4 separate regions of the Zea mays genome follow, and all the other regions are linked to region 1. The links are chromatin contacts, called in public Hi-C maps. All regions are on one chromosome and are shown on one strand. Each heading gives the region's core, a stretch centred on a gene start, on an enhancer-like site or on the middle of the called end of the contact. The rest is flanking DNA. Distances are from core to core; before and after follow the strand shown. Region 1 has its middle 32 kb from the start of LOC109939492. Region 2 holds the start of LOC542315 (starch branching enzyme 1). Region 3 holds the start of LOC103626464 (GDSL esterase/lipase At5g55050). Region 4 holds the start of LOC103626469 (NAC domain-containing protein 22).

Region 1 (3,433 bases), core at 526-3,025:
CTAAACTAAGGATATTAAGCAATGTGCGCACCATTTGACAACATAAAATTCAAATTTTACAATATTATAAAGTGTATAACTTACTAAATTAAATAAATTAAATAATATGGGTTTAATTGGGCTGTTCCAGCCAAGCCCATCCCAAGCGTGCAGGACGTGCTGGAGGCCCAACGGGCCAGAATTTGAGGTCCAGTTCAGGCCCGTCTTCGAACGGTGTCAGCTCGGTCCATATTATTTTGTACCGGATCGTGTTTTGGGCTTCTGTCTTTGGGTCGTGCTCGTGCTGGTTCAAAGAAGTACCATATTACCAACACTAGTCGCATGGATCAATACTATTTTTAATTTGCCAAAAAAAAAGAAGCCAATGTTATTGTTCTCTCACATACAGTTCAAGCACGTATTGCATTGGCTCGTGCATAGATTGTTGTGCATGCATGATGCATGAAACCTTAACACCAAGCTAAGCAGTAACTAAAATGTTGGCGTGCGGATGTTGAGCAAGGAGACCCTGGTCTGCACCAGGCTCCTGAACACCTTTTCGCTCTCGCTCTCCAGCTCCCTGACGCACTGCTCCAGCTCCTGCAGCTTCTCCAGCGCGGCGCCCACCCGCCGCTCCTCGCCGTCGGCCACGGCCTTCCTGCTCCTGGACAACCCCATCTTCTTGGCCGAGGCCGAGGCAGCAGGCGACGCCGCCAACGCCAACGCCGCGGCGGCGTCGGCGACGGCGCCGACCTCCAGGAACACGGCCGCGGCCGCCGCCGCGGTGCCGTTGACGGCCTCGGCGACGGCCCTGGCGACACCGGGTGTGGACGCGGAGGCAGGGCGCGCGCACGCGCACCTAGAGGCCCCGCGCGCGACGGCGGCCGCGAGCAGGTGGAGCTCCCGCCCGGCCCGCCTCTGCGCGCGCGCGGCCGAGGCCAGCCTGGCGGCGTCGTCGCGCCTGCGCACGGCGGCGCGGAGCTCGGCCGCGTGCTGCCGCAGCGCGACCAGCGCGGCCAGGAACGTGCCGAAGGCGTCGGCCAGGACGAGGAAGCCGTCGAGCAGGCTGTCGGCGGCGTGCGCGTGCGCCGGCGGGAGACGCAGCAGCAGCTCGTCCAGCACGCAGAGGAGCGCGCGGACGTGCGCCAGCGACAGCGGGTACTTGGGCCCCGGCCTGGACGTCCACGACCGCAGCGCCAGCAGCTGGTCGTCCACGTGCGCCAGCAGCGGGTGCGTGTGGCATGGCACGCTCGCCGACCGCACGTGCCCGGCCGCCGCTAGTGGCGCCGGCCTCGAGCTCGCCGGCGGCGGGACGGTCGTCGTCGTCGTCGGAGCCATCGGTTTAATTATATCACCGTCGTCGTCGTCGTCACGTACGAGTGCGATTACTGTCGGTCTCTCTCTGTGCGTACCGTACGTACGTGCGCCTTGATGGCTTCGTAGTCGCGAGCTGTGTCTGTATATATGGAGCGAGGAGGAGACGACGTCGAGAGGAGGCAGCTGCTATCTGGAGCCGTTAGGTTGTCGCCGTGGTGGTCACTGTTTGAAAATCCACGCACACGGCAGCATAGCTGAGCTGAGCAGGCCTGGTCGCCTGGATGGATCACCGCCGACGAAGCTTCTGTGAAGTGGACGTCCGCATGTCCGCCACGTACTTAAGAACGAAATCCGAGGATCGGGAGCAGTTTGAAGATAGGGTGGACTTTAGAGACGGGAAGGGAGAGGATGCAGATGCGTGTTGCGTTGTACGGCTGGCAGGCACCATGCCAGCTGTGGATGCCGGTCCAGTAGCCCACAAAGCCCGGCCCACGACGACATGATGCGAATAGAATATGGTGCACGAGCGAGGGAGGCATCGCATCGCATCGCATCTCATCTCGTCGTCTCTCTGTATGTATTAGCTGCAGACAGGCAGGCAAGAAGTCTATGTCTATGGAGATGAGACATGACAGGTGTGTGCCTGCATTGCATGCGTGCGTATCCCTAGCTGAAGCCGTGTGACTGACAGCTCAACCGATCCAAGTGCTTAGACGACGACCCCAATTGTACGTTCTTAATCACGCACTTGTTAGTACTATACCGCGTGCACGCATCAGCTACACAGCATCATACATATAGATCAGAGTAGAGAGTAGACTCGAATCAAACTAGATCGGTAGGTTTTTGGCAACATATATATAGATGCCCATGCCCTCCAGATAATTACCGGCGGGGCTGCAGTACATGTTGTCTGCGCTATTGATTTAATTCTCAACTGCATGCCATATATATATATATATTGAAATCAAAATAAATAGACAAGTCTTAGAGCTAGTTTGAGAACTCCATTTTTCTAAATGATTCCTATTTTTCCAAGAAAAAATGAACTAAACTCTCTTGGAAAAATGAAAATCCCTTTGGAAAATGAGGTTCCTAAACTAGCCCTTAAACACGGCGACGACCCGTATTTCACAGCCCCCCACCCACCGGCCCACCCACCTAGGCGTCACCCATGAAAGTATCTAGGCCCCTGGTTGGTTTTATTGATTAATGACAACGTAATGTTATATGTGACTAACGTGTGTTTTGCAGAGACAAATGGTAAGTTAGGTCGCATTACAGGTAGAAGTACTACAACGGTGAAAACAATCCCAGAGATAAGAACTCGAAGCGACGGCTAAAACAACGAAACAAAAGGTGAAGGACTACGGAGTCCGAGTGTCAAGGAGATGTGGACACTTGTGATTTAGTTAGGTCTTTTATTATCTTTTAGCCGTACTATAAAGAGGGGTTATCGATGAGTAGTTTGACCAAGAGAGTTCTAGTGTAGTGTTGGTGCACAATCACACTCACATACAGTGCTAGGTGTCACTCTAGAATTCACTCACAAGTTAGAACGAAAATCGATTTGAAAATCAGCTGAAAAACAAGAGGTAGGGTTTCTGGCCCTGGGGCACCGGACTGTCCGGTGTGCACCGGACTGTCTGGTGCACCATCTGCCAGGTGGGCCAGGCTGGCCCAGGGGAAGGCCTCCCCGGGCAGCAAAACCCGAGCGCGACTGTTTCAGAAGTCAATTATAGTGGCGCACTGGACTGTCCGGTGTGCCATGAGTCCAACGGCTAACTGTCAGAACTAGTCGTTGGAAACGACCGTTGGCGCACCGGTGGCGCACCGGACTGTCCGGTGCGCCCGTGCGCAGTAAAATGCCTGTAACGGCTAGTTGGTGGGTGAGGGCTATTTATACCCCCTTCACCCACCATATTCAATGTCTTGCACCCCACATTTATTCCAGCACATTGCTAGAGCATTGCAAGCACCAAAAGCCTAGTGAGGAGATTAGAGAATCTTAAATCCCGCATTTGTTCCTCATTAGCGCTAGCGAGAGCTACCTAGAGCACACACCACTTGCATTAGGCTTCTCTTGGTCAAGCGAAAGTCTACGACTTGTTACTCTTGGTGATCGGCATCACCTAGA
Region 2 (3,433 bases), core at 516-3,015, 340 kb before region 1:
AACAGCGGTCCAAAGAAAGCACGGAGGCAGCGCAGGAAATCAGGCTATGCAAGCGCAGAGAGCGGTGGGGAGAGCAGCGACCATGGCCTAGGCGGGTTTGAGATCCGAGGGAACAGATGGATTACTAGGGAGTGACAGCTAGGAGCAATCTGTGGAGATACTATGTAAATGTCACAGGAGTTGGCCTGTGGTGATGTGCGATAACCGGGCCAGTGGGTTCTGAGCGTAAGACGAGGTCTCTAGCAATGATATGTTGTAGCGTGACTAAATCGAGATGAGCAATCAGGTTGTTGTCTGTTGATTCTTTCGGCTGACCATTTCGGCTGCTGAGGCCTTGATCCTGTATTTGAGATGTCAGGCCTACTTAGAGCAAATGCTGGAAGGAAGCAATGTGCCTGTTCTGAGGTCCCTCCAGCATCACTTGTAATTTGTAAAGTACTCAAGTACAGACTAGAACTAGTCATGCATACCAGAAGAATAGATAGATGTTTCAGAAGTTGAGGCCTGAGATGCCGTGCCACTCTATTTGCTCTGTTTCATGCTTTGCCGTTATTATATCACTATTTTCACTGTTCATTCTAAGGCCGTTGTCACACGGGTACCAGAAGAGCAGAACACCTTTTTACGTTCCTTTTGCTGCTATGGATGGACTTCGAGAGTTCCTTGAGAAAGCACTCTCATCTATCTTTCCAATTCCTTGTTTCCTTGTGGATCCTGATCACTGAAGATGGCCATTTGATTTTTCACTTTTCAGTTATATATAAAGTGAAGACGGTTGTCTCACGCAATATGTGAAGTGCAAGATGAGCTCTACACTGCAAGGAACCCCAAGAAAAAACCACAGGTAAGTTTGTCTGATTGACAACGGCTAGAGCTGTCTGACGATGCAGATGACTCCGCATGTTCATTCATCACTTTAATTTGTTAGAAAAGCTACACAAAAAGCACATCAGAAAAAAAGAAGAAAAAGCTATTTAGTGGTACTACTAGTTGCAACTTGCAATAATGATGATGATAAATCTGCACAAGCCATAGCTATGCTATATGCTATAGCTATGTATATGTACACAAAAAATACATTTTTTGTGCTATTTTTTTTACCGCTAGTATAATATCCATGTCTTGCTACAACACACAATCATATTTAATACCTATAAAAAATAAATTTAATATTAAAATAAACATATGGTCCACACCATATATTAAACTGCTAAAAACAAATATTATAACTCATTTGATCGTTCATCCTCTTTCGGTTAGTGAGGTGGACAGTGAGAGCGCTGCATCGTGTTATTGGGTTTGACTGGTTTCTCACGGCTCATCTGTGTTGTAACGACCTATCTATGGTCAAACAAACTATTAGGATTATTGTTAGGCGAAAAATGAGGGAGATAAATAAACCTATAAGCAGGACACATGAAACATATGCTTTAAACAGTAGAGATTAACAACATAAAATAAAAAAAGGCAAACCGGGAAGCGTGCAAGCCCAAAGGCCAATCGGCCCAGAACCAGCTCCACGGTTGTTCGTGTCCGCCCACGTGGCACGCCCGGCCATTCCGGGCCCACAGATCCGGCTCAGGGTCATGTGCCACTGCCATGGCCCCCTCCTTGTCGCAGCGGCAGATTGCGACGGGGAAGAAAGGTGAGGAGACCAAGCGAAAAAAATCACGCTTTCATTGCGAGGGGGGAGGATAGGGAGGAAGACGCCAAGCCAGCTCCAGTCCGGCACCCGATATAAAGCGGCAGGCACTTGGATTGCTGACGAGATGGGACTCACACGCCGTCACAATGCTGTGCCTCGTGTCGCCCTCTTCCTCGCCGACTCCGCTTCCGCCGCCGCGGCGCTCTCGCTCGCATGCTGATCGGGCGGCACCGCCGGGGATCGCGGTAAGCTGCGGCGATCCGGGGGCTGGTGGATTTACTACTTTTGCTTTTTTTTCTTCTGTACTGATGGTTCATAGTTTCGCAGGGTGGCGGCAATGTGCGCCTGAGTGTGTTGTCTGTCCAGTGCAAGGCTCGCCGGTCAGGGGTGCGGAAGGTAGATCTTTCCCCAGATTAGAACACGTTGTTACGGACAAAATGGAATTTGGTAGTAGTTTTGGAGAGAGAAAAAAAACTCTGGAATTTGTGGATTGGGTCTCGCTCTCGCTTTGGATTTGGCTCTAGTGCTTTGTTATCAGTAGTAATCATTTTACCAAGTCTAGCGGATCTCAGATTTCAACTGAAGTTGTTTAAATTTTGGTGGTTGGTTTTCTTCAGCCATCCTAATCATTTATTACATAATAATTAGTTGAAATAAAGTGCTATATTTGATATTTCTGTGGTTGCTGCAGCAGCTAATTAGCTTCACTACATTTTCACGTGTTAGCTTCTATTGCTCGTGTAATTCTGAATCTGGCTTTAACGCACTGTGCAAGGTCAAGAGCAAATTCGCCACTGCAGCTACTGTGCAAGAAGATAAAACTATGGCAACTGCCAAAGGCGATGTCGACCATCTCCCCATATACGACCTGGACCCCAAGCTGGAGATATTCAAGGACCATTTCAGGTACCGGATGAAAAGATTCCTAGAGCAGAAAGGATCAATTGAAGAAAATGAGGGAAGTCTTGAATCTTTTTCTAAAGGTTAGGCTTAATACATTCAAATGCTAATACAAGGACCATTTCACAATATTTATAGCACCTGCCCATGCCGCAAAATATTATCTGCATCATCAACATTTCCGGATTTTGTATTTTTTTCAGGCTATTTGAAATTTGGGATTAATACAAATGAGGATGGAACTGTATATCGTGAATGGGCACCTGCTGCGCAGTAAGTTCTAATGTTGTCATGCAAACATGATGTACTGGCGGGGTATCGTTTTTTCCCATTTTGCTTGTGAAGAGATATCGTCTGATAGTAACTATATTAAAAAAAAAGAACAGCTAAAACACAGGAGAGTAATCAATGTTTGGGAGTAGAAAACTGTTCGGATATTTCATTCTTGTGCAAGACTGTCATGTCTTAGCTGAGGAGGCTATTTTTTTTCTTGCTGTGATTACATAATGCTGTTTTCTTCTTATGACAATATACTTTCCACTATTTTAATAGATTGATGCATTTGACTTGAGTTTTTTACTCATGGGTGTAGGGAGGCAGAGCTTATTGGTGACTTCAATGACTGGAATGGTGCAAACCATAAGATGGAGAAGGATAAATTTGGTGTTTGGTCGATCAAAATTGACCATGTCAAAGGGAAACCTGCCATCCCTCACAATTCCAAGGTTAAATTTCGCTTTCTACATGGTGGAGTATGGGTTGATCGTATTCCAGCATTGATTCGTTATGCGACTGTTGATGCCTCTAAATTTGGAGCTCCCTATGATGGTGTTCATTGGGATCCTCCTGCTTCTGAAAGGTCTCTTTCTACTGTCCTGGACCACATTG
Region 3 (3,433 bases), core at 665-3,164, 300 kb after region 1:
GCGGCAGCCCTTTTCGTGTCTTCTCTTCCCTCGTGAATGCCTTCCGCAGCTTCTTCACCTTCTCGCGCCAGAGGCCAAAACCCAATGTCTCAAAAGCTTCAGATCACCGCTTCAATGGAACACCTGAACAAATTGAATTCCAAACACAAGAGCTCTGTAGGACAGCTATTACCGCTTCAATGAGCTCGACGGGCTCAGCTGCGCCGCGAATCCGGATCGACTCCTCCACCCACCTCATCTGCTCCCTGGAATACTTCAGCTCCCCGCCTAAAGCCACATGCACAAACTTAATCGATGGATTAATTTGTTCAGAACAATCACATGGACTAACGGTGAGCTGACGAGAGAGAGAGAGAGAGAGAGAGAGAGAAAGAGAGTACGTTTGGGTGCAAATGCGAAGGAGTCGGGAGCGTAGAGCGTGCGGGCCACGAGCAGCGCGGCGACGAGGTTGGCCATGCAGAGGGCGACGGCGGTGCGCCGGCAGGTGAACCACCTCGCTGCGGAGGTCGCGTGGCCACCGAGCCGCAAGGCCCTCACCATGGCGTCACAGGTGGAGCTGGCGGGGGTGGGATCACTGTGACGCCTCGCGTGGCATCTCGGCTGCCGGGGAAGGGGGCACGGTGAATGCTGTCACCGCCAGGTATGGAATGGGGCACGTCGCGGATCTCGCCTTCCATGAAGGTGTCGCGCCTCTTCCAAAGTCGAGGGCGAGGGCAGGGGGCGTGGTGAATGCTGGGGGGCTGGTTTGGTGGGGGCAGGTCGGGGGCGAGCTTGGTGGGGGCGGGGTTGGTGGGGGCGCGGAGGTGGCGGGTTTCCCGGTGGCGACTCGCGCGGCATCACTGTGACGGCTGGCGGGGCGCGTGGAGCGCGGAGCTGGCGGGGAAGGAAGGGCGCCGTTGGTGGGGCACTCGACAACATTTGGGGGAGGAAGGGCGCCATTGGTGGGGGTCGCGCGTGGCATGTCAGCAGCCGGGGAAGGAAGATGCGCGTGGGAGAGATAGACGGGGGCATGGTGATACGTGGTGGACACCCTCACTCTGTCCTTAAGATGTAGTGTGTGTATATATATATATATATATATATATATATATATATATATATATATATATATATATATATATATATATATATATATATATATATATATATATATATATATATATATATATACGAAACAGATAATTGCAGCCATGGATCTCCAATTGTTGTGGTGGGCAACTGGCCACGCATCATCAATGGTGACCTAACAAATCGAATTAATTTTGTGCCGTGTGGATATAATGTAGTGGGGTAGGGTATGTAGACTTTTGAATTGAAATAACGAGACTGATCAGAATCTGAGATAGACAGAACAGTATCGATCATGCATATTAATATTATCATATAAAAAAGGGCATCCAGTAGGCACGGTCACGGCCACGAGGCAAACGTGCATGGCGACTAGCTAGTTAGTTCAATTAGAGCGACACTGGAACGGTTTTCTAAGTATAAGAAACAACTAAAAAATTATATAGTATAATTATAAGTATCTCAAGGCCTAAATCATAAATATATATAGTTAAGAAACAATCCGTATAAAGAACTAGGTAGAGACAGGTCTTCGCGAAAACCTTGTCTCTTGTATTTATTTTCAATTAACCCCTATAAACTACTCAAGAGATCCCTATTAAATGGTATTGTACATGTGAGTGTCTTAAGTTGTGCCTTCGAGTGTGTCTAAAAAGATAAATTAAAAAAAATCAAGACATATATTGATGAAAATATTATGTTTTCGCTCTATGCTCGAGACATGAGACTAATTGATTGGTCAATTTAATTTATTTAATACTGGTTTTAGACACCCTCACTAAATTATATTATATTTTAACTGTGTCTTATAATTAGAATAGGGTGCAGCAGTGTCTACATGCCTTACTGTTGTGAGCCCTATCATATCAACAAGCACCGCCAGCCAGAGATAAACATACATATATGTCATTTCCGTGGTGGGCTACAGCCTACAGACCTACAGCAAGCGCTGGCCATGGCAGAGCATTTTGTGCTGTGCCCCGTGATGGCAGTACTATTACTATCCATGGACGTCCTCGGCGCCGCCGCCGGCGTCTTCAAGCCGCCGCCGGCGATGTACGTGTTCGGCGACTCGACGCTGGACGTCGGAAACAACAACTACCTGCCGGGAGCGGGCGTCCCCAGGGCCAACAGGCCCTACTACGGCGTCGACTTCCCCGGCGGCCTTCCCACCGGAAGGTTCAGCAACGGCTACAACACCGCCGATTTCATTGGTAGGCCTCGCCGTCGTCGTCGTATAGGCTCGTAGCTCAACAGAATACCTAGAGTAGTATATATGCATAACAATGTATAGTAAGTACGTTGCATACTTGCATTGCAGCAAAGTGCATAGGGTTCGTGAGCAGCCCTCCGCCGTACCTGTCGCTGCTGGGAGCAGCAAGCTGCGGCGGCGGCCTTCTGGTTCCGACGGCTCTCACTATCGGCGTCAGCTATGCTTCCGGAGGAGCTGGCATCCTCGACTCCACGGTATAAGTACTGTTCGTTACGTCTGCTCCGACGTGTGCGTACTAGCATCCATATATAGCAAACTTTGACAAGGAAGCGTGCGTGCGTGCGTGATGCAGAACGCCGGCAACACGATCCCGCTATCGAAGCAGGTGCAGTACTTCAACGCCACGAGGTCGGAGATGATCGCCGCGGCGGGCTCCTCCGACGCGGTGGACGCCCTGATCAACCGGTCCTTCGTCCTCATCCTCGTCGGCGGCAACGACCTGTCCGCATTCGCGAACGCGGAGCGGGCGCGGAACAGGTCCGGCGCCGACCTGGAGAGCCACGACGCGGCCGCCTTCTACGGCGGCCTCGTCTCCAACTACTCGGCCGCCATCAGGGGCCTGCACGCGCTGGGCGTGCGGAGGCTGGCCGTCGTCAACGTGGGGCTCGCAGGGTGCCTGCCCGTGGCGCGGGTGCTGGACGCCACGGGCGCGTGCGCCGAGGACCGGAACCGGCTCGCCGCCGGCTTCAACGCCGCGCTGCGCTCCCTGCTCGCCGGCCTCGCGTCCCCCTCCTCTAGGTCCGGGCTGCCCGGCCTCTCCTACTCCCTGGCCGACTCGCTCGGCCTCATGGCGGACACCTTCGCCCACCCGCTGGCGTCGGGGTTCACGGACGTCGCCAACGCGTGCTGCGGCGGCGGCCGGCTCGGCGCCGAGGCGCCCTGCGCACCGAACGCGACGCTCTGCGCCGACCGCGGCCTTTACTACTTCTGGGACAGCGTGCACCCTTCTGAGCGGGCCGCAGCGCTCAGAGCCCAGGCTTTCTGCGATGGGCCAGCTCAATACACTACGCCCATCAACTTCAAGCAGTTGGTCCACATGGCATGATCGGTTTTAGCCCATTTGCTTATTCAGACCCAGCGAAACAATTATAC
Region 4 (3,433 bases), core at 329-2,828, 300 kb before region 1:
CCCAGACCCGTCCCATCAACCGTAGTCTGTTGAGCGCAGCCAGCTCCATGACGAGCCGATGACCTTCGCTTTGTGGGTCGCGGTTCCGCGCGACCATGCCTGCGCCCATGATGGCTGCTAAGGACCAGGCCATGATGCCACCTTCACCGGCCGCCGCCGCCCACGTTCAGGATCTCAACCGCTTGCGCGAGGTTAGGGAGTTGTTCCACACGATGCCCTTCCGCAACATATACGACATGAACTACATGATCTTCGTCGAATGCTCGATGCCGGGAGATCGCTAACGCAATCACCAAAGGGAACCTGTGCATGAAAACTGTCCTGCTAGCATGCACGTGCACGTGTGTGATGCTCAGAGGGTGTCGGATGAAATGGCACTTAAAACCTCATGGCGTCGAATGGCATTGTTACCTGCTTCGCGCAAGCTGTTTGATGCAATATCGATCAAGAATGTCTCAGCACAACGCTTATTGGTACTGCCTTAGCCAACTGATGGTGAATGTAAGGGGTATGATTGAATGAATGGTCTAGGATTTTTGGGCAGTGATTATTTATGAGTATATTGTGATAAGTGGCATGGCAATTCTTGTGACATATTCCAACCATACCTTAATTTTTATGCGTCCTCCGCCACTGCATGGAGTCCATGATTGGGGCAATTCCGGTTATTGGTGTGGGCTAGGTTTCAGCGCGTGGGAGCATGGAGGACTCCCCTTGGCAGGGCTGGGCCAGCAAAATCTAAGACCTTGTACAACATTCCAGAATATCAATCTATAAAGTAGAATTATACTAATATAGGCTATAATAATATGATAAAAAGGTTATATTAAGAGTTGTGTGATTGTGTCTAACTGTCTATTCAATTTTGTATTGTATAATTTTACTTGGATAATATTATTTTGTTAGTGTTATTCTTTAAAATGAAATCTTGAATGACATTCATGTTAAAATGGAGATGTAGTCGTGATCAAAGACAAAAACACCATACAGACAACTGATTTGACTCATGAGATGAAGATTTACTTAGAGATTAGTTGATTTATTAGCCTAATGTGCTAGAAGTGAAGGTCCTTGGAACTCGGGGGGGGGGGGGGGGGGGGGGGGCTGTTTCCCTGAACAGGCTGCACACCCACTAGGCTCGGGCCTGCCCCTTGGCTCAGTTCTATTCCAGGTCAAAGGACATCGTCCTAACAATAACTAGTCCTACCTCCCCTCAACCTAGAACTGATATGTTTGTTTATTCATCAGTAGTGAAGTGCAGAGATCGGAGGTCCCATCTTATATGTTCACGAGTTGTTTTAATTCATTTTGTGTGTTGGTAGAACCAATTATCAGTTATATACTTGTCTGGACGAATATTATTATCATATTACATAGATCGTACAAGAAATATAATTAACCAGCAGGAACTACATGTATCTGTAAAATAATCAGCACTAAGCTAGCCAGTAGTGAAGAAAGAATTCAACGTAGATCTAGAGATGACGACACTGCCTTGAGAATTAGGGCAGTAACAATAAAAGTCAGCTAGTACGACGCAAGAGAAGACTGGGAAAGAGCGCATCACTCGCTCGCCATGACGCCATCATGTCATGTCTCCTCCTCCCCCATGCCCCAGAGTCTCCTCCCCGCCGGCCTATATATGCAGAGGGAACTCAGCTCTTTCCCCCATTATCGACCAGCACCCTCATCTATATCCATCAACATCGATCCATCCATCCATCATGGCGGCGGAGCAGCAGCATCAGCTGGATCTGCCGGGGTTCCGGTTCCACCCGACGGAGGAGGAGCTGCTGGAGTTCTACCTGAAGCAGGCGGCGCGCGGGAGGAAGCTCAAGTTCGACATCATCCCCACGGTGCACCTGTACCGGCACGACCCCTGGGAGCTGCCGAGCCTGGCGCGCGTCGTTGGCGAGCGCGAGTGGTACTTCTTCGTGCCCCGCGACGGCGGCGGGCGGGCGGCCAAGCAGCAGCCCGGCTCCGGCGGCCGGCCTAGCCGCACCACGGAGCGCGGGTTCTGGAAGGCCACGGGGTCGGACCGCGCCGTGCGGTGCGCCGCCGACCCCAAGCGCCTCATCGGGCTCAAGAAGACGCTCGTCTACTACGAGGGCCGCGCGCCGCGGGGCACCAAGACGGACTGGGTCATGAACGAGTACCGCCTCCCCGACGCTGCCGACGCTAGCAGCGACGCGCGCGTGCCGCAGGTGGACGTGGTGCTGTGCAAGGTCTACCGCAAGGCCGTGTCGCTCAAGGAGCTGGAGCAGCGGGTGGCCATGGAGGAGCTCGCGCGCGCCACCGCCACGCCGTCCGCGTCCCACAGCACCGGCTCCCCCGCCGACTCCATGTCGTCGTCGGAGATCGTGATGGTGCCCGTGGGCGGCGTCTCGCTCTCACCGTCAGCTGCGATGAGCATGAAGAGAGAGGAGGCGGCGAAGAATCAGCAGCAGCAGGACCCCTTCCTGACGCAGCTGCGGAGCCCACGGATGGAGAGCTGGTGGTCTGCCTACTACGCCAGCGTCCTCAACTTCTAACCAAAATCCACACAATCCAACAGCTTTATATGTAAAGCGAAGGCCCACGCTCACAGTCGTCGGCCCAACTGATGCCCGTGCGCCGCGCGCTGGGCCGCACGGCCCAAGAGCTACCAAGCGCGGGCACGCACCGCGGCAGCCCAAGGATCTCTCCACCTTATCTCCCTGCTCGGGACTCGGGACCTTTACCTATCTTCTTCGTTCTTCCATGGGAGCGAGCTAGAGAGAGGGCGCCATGGATCAGCAGCTTCTCGTGGATGACTCCAATCATATTAACGATATACTAACTTATAATGTGCCGATCGTTGAACACCGTTTATTTTGATTTGATTTGATTTATTCCATGAGCAATGCAAATCCGATATAGCACGGATTCTGCACAGCTCATCTGATCGACTCCCATAGTCCCATCACAACATATTATTATCGCCCCCATCGCTTAATTTAGTTTAATTATTTACGCTTCAGCGTGAGCAGCGGTTCCAGCAAGGGATGCGCTGTTGAAGGGCCTCTGGTTGTAGCAGTCCAAGTTGTCGCCGTAGCTGATGCCAAGGATGTCGCAGTAGCTGGTGTAGAAGAAGGTCCGGTTGGCCACCTTCTCGTTGTAGCCTTTGCCGCACTCGATGCCGTTGATGATGTTGGTGATGACGCCGTAGCCCGGAAGCCTCCCCGCGGCCTTGTCGGCGGCCGAGGGGGTCCACTGCTCGGTGGCCACGTCGTGGCACGACGGCTTGGGCGGCTGCGCCGTCATCCAGAACCAGATGGCCGTCTTGAAGGAGATGACGGCGTCCGACGCCACCAGCTCCGGGTTGCTCAGCAGGTCCTGGGCGATGGTCGCGTCCTCCCCGGCCGGCCCGTAGTTGTAGTTGTAGGAGAGCTGGATGGGCCCGCGGCCGAAGTAC

Evidence for each region. A called contact is a pair of places that touch in the nucleus more often than the background predicts.
Region 2: a Hi-C map of tassel shows a contact between it and region 1, with 2.7 times the contacts expected there. The contact joins the promoter of LOC542315 here to the enhancer-like site in region 1. A contact is called at or near these places in 2 of 25 Hi-C or Micro-C datasets (ear and tassel).
Region 3: a Hi-C map of tassel shows a contact between it and region 1, with 2.4 times the contacts expected there. The contact joins the promoter of LOC103626464 here to the enhancer-like site in region 1. A contact is called at or near these places in 2 of 25 Hi-C or Micro-C datasets (ear and tassel).
Region 4: a Hi-C map of ear shows a contact between it and region 1, with 2.8 times the contacts expected there. The contact joins the promoter of LOC103626469 here to the enhancer-like site in region 1. A contact is called at or near these places in 3 of 25 Hi-C or Micro-C datasets (ear, leaf mesophyll and tassel).

What each region holds. Positions count from the first base shown.
Region 1 is chr5:64,860,998-64,864,430 of Zm-B73-REFERENCE-NAM-5.0, reverse strand. No RefSeq gene overlaps it. Among protein-coding and RNA genes, the nearest start is that of LOC109939492, 32 kb to the right of the region's middle. Within about 2 kb of position 1,775, at least 16 of the 20 cell types and tissues checked have an H3K27ac peak or open chromatin away from gene starts, as enhancers often do. A contact at or near this core is called in ear, leaf mesophyll and tassel, where this site is marked.
Region 2 is chr5:65,204,222-65,207,654 of Zm-B73-REFERENCE-NAM-5.0, reverse strand. It overlaps LOC542315 (starch branching enzyme 1), which reads left to right and starts at 1,765. Exons shown (of 14, transcript NM_001111900.1): 1 at 1,765-1,890; 2 at 1,973-2,041; 3 at 2,421-2,628; 4 at 2,749-2,818; 5 at 3,138-3,404. The coding sequence starts at 1,792. LOC103626470 reads left to right here. Exons shown (of 9, transcript NM_001368267.1): 9 at 1-304. The coding sequence ends at 135.
Region 3 is chr5:64,559,765-64,563,197 of Zm-B73-REFERENCE-NAM-5.0, reverse strand. It overlaps LOC103626464 (GDSL esterase/lipase At5g55050), which reads left to right and starts at 1,914. Exons shown (of 3, transcript XM_008646872.4): 1 at 1,914-2,282; 2 at 2,390-2,535; 3 at 2,634-3,433. The coding sequence starts at 2,024. The coding sequence ends at 3,386. It also overlaps the pseudogene LOC103626465.
Region 4 is chr5:65,159,744-65,163,176 of Zm-B73-REFERENCE-NAM-5.0, reverse strand. LOC103626469 (NAC domain-containing protein 22) reads left to right here and starts at 1,578. Exons shown (of 1, transcript XM_008646874.4): 1 at 1,578-2,864. The coding sequence starts at 1,593. The coding sequence ends at 2,531. It overlaps LOC542243 (class I acidic chitinase), which reads right to left. Exons shown (of 2, transcript XM_008646875.3): 2 at 2,955-3,433. The coding sequence ends at 2,989.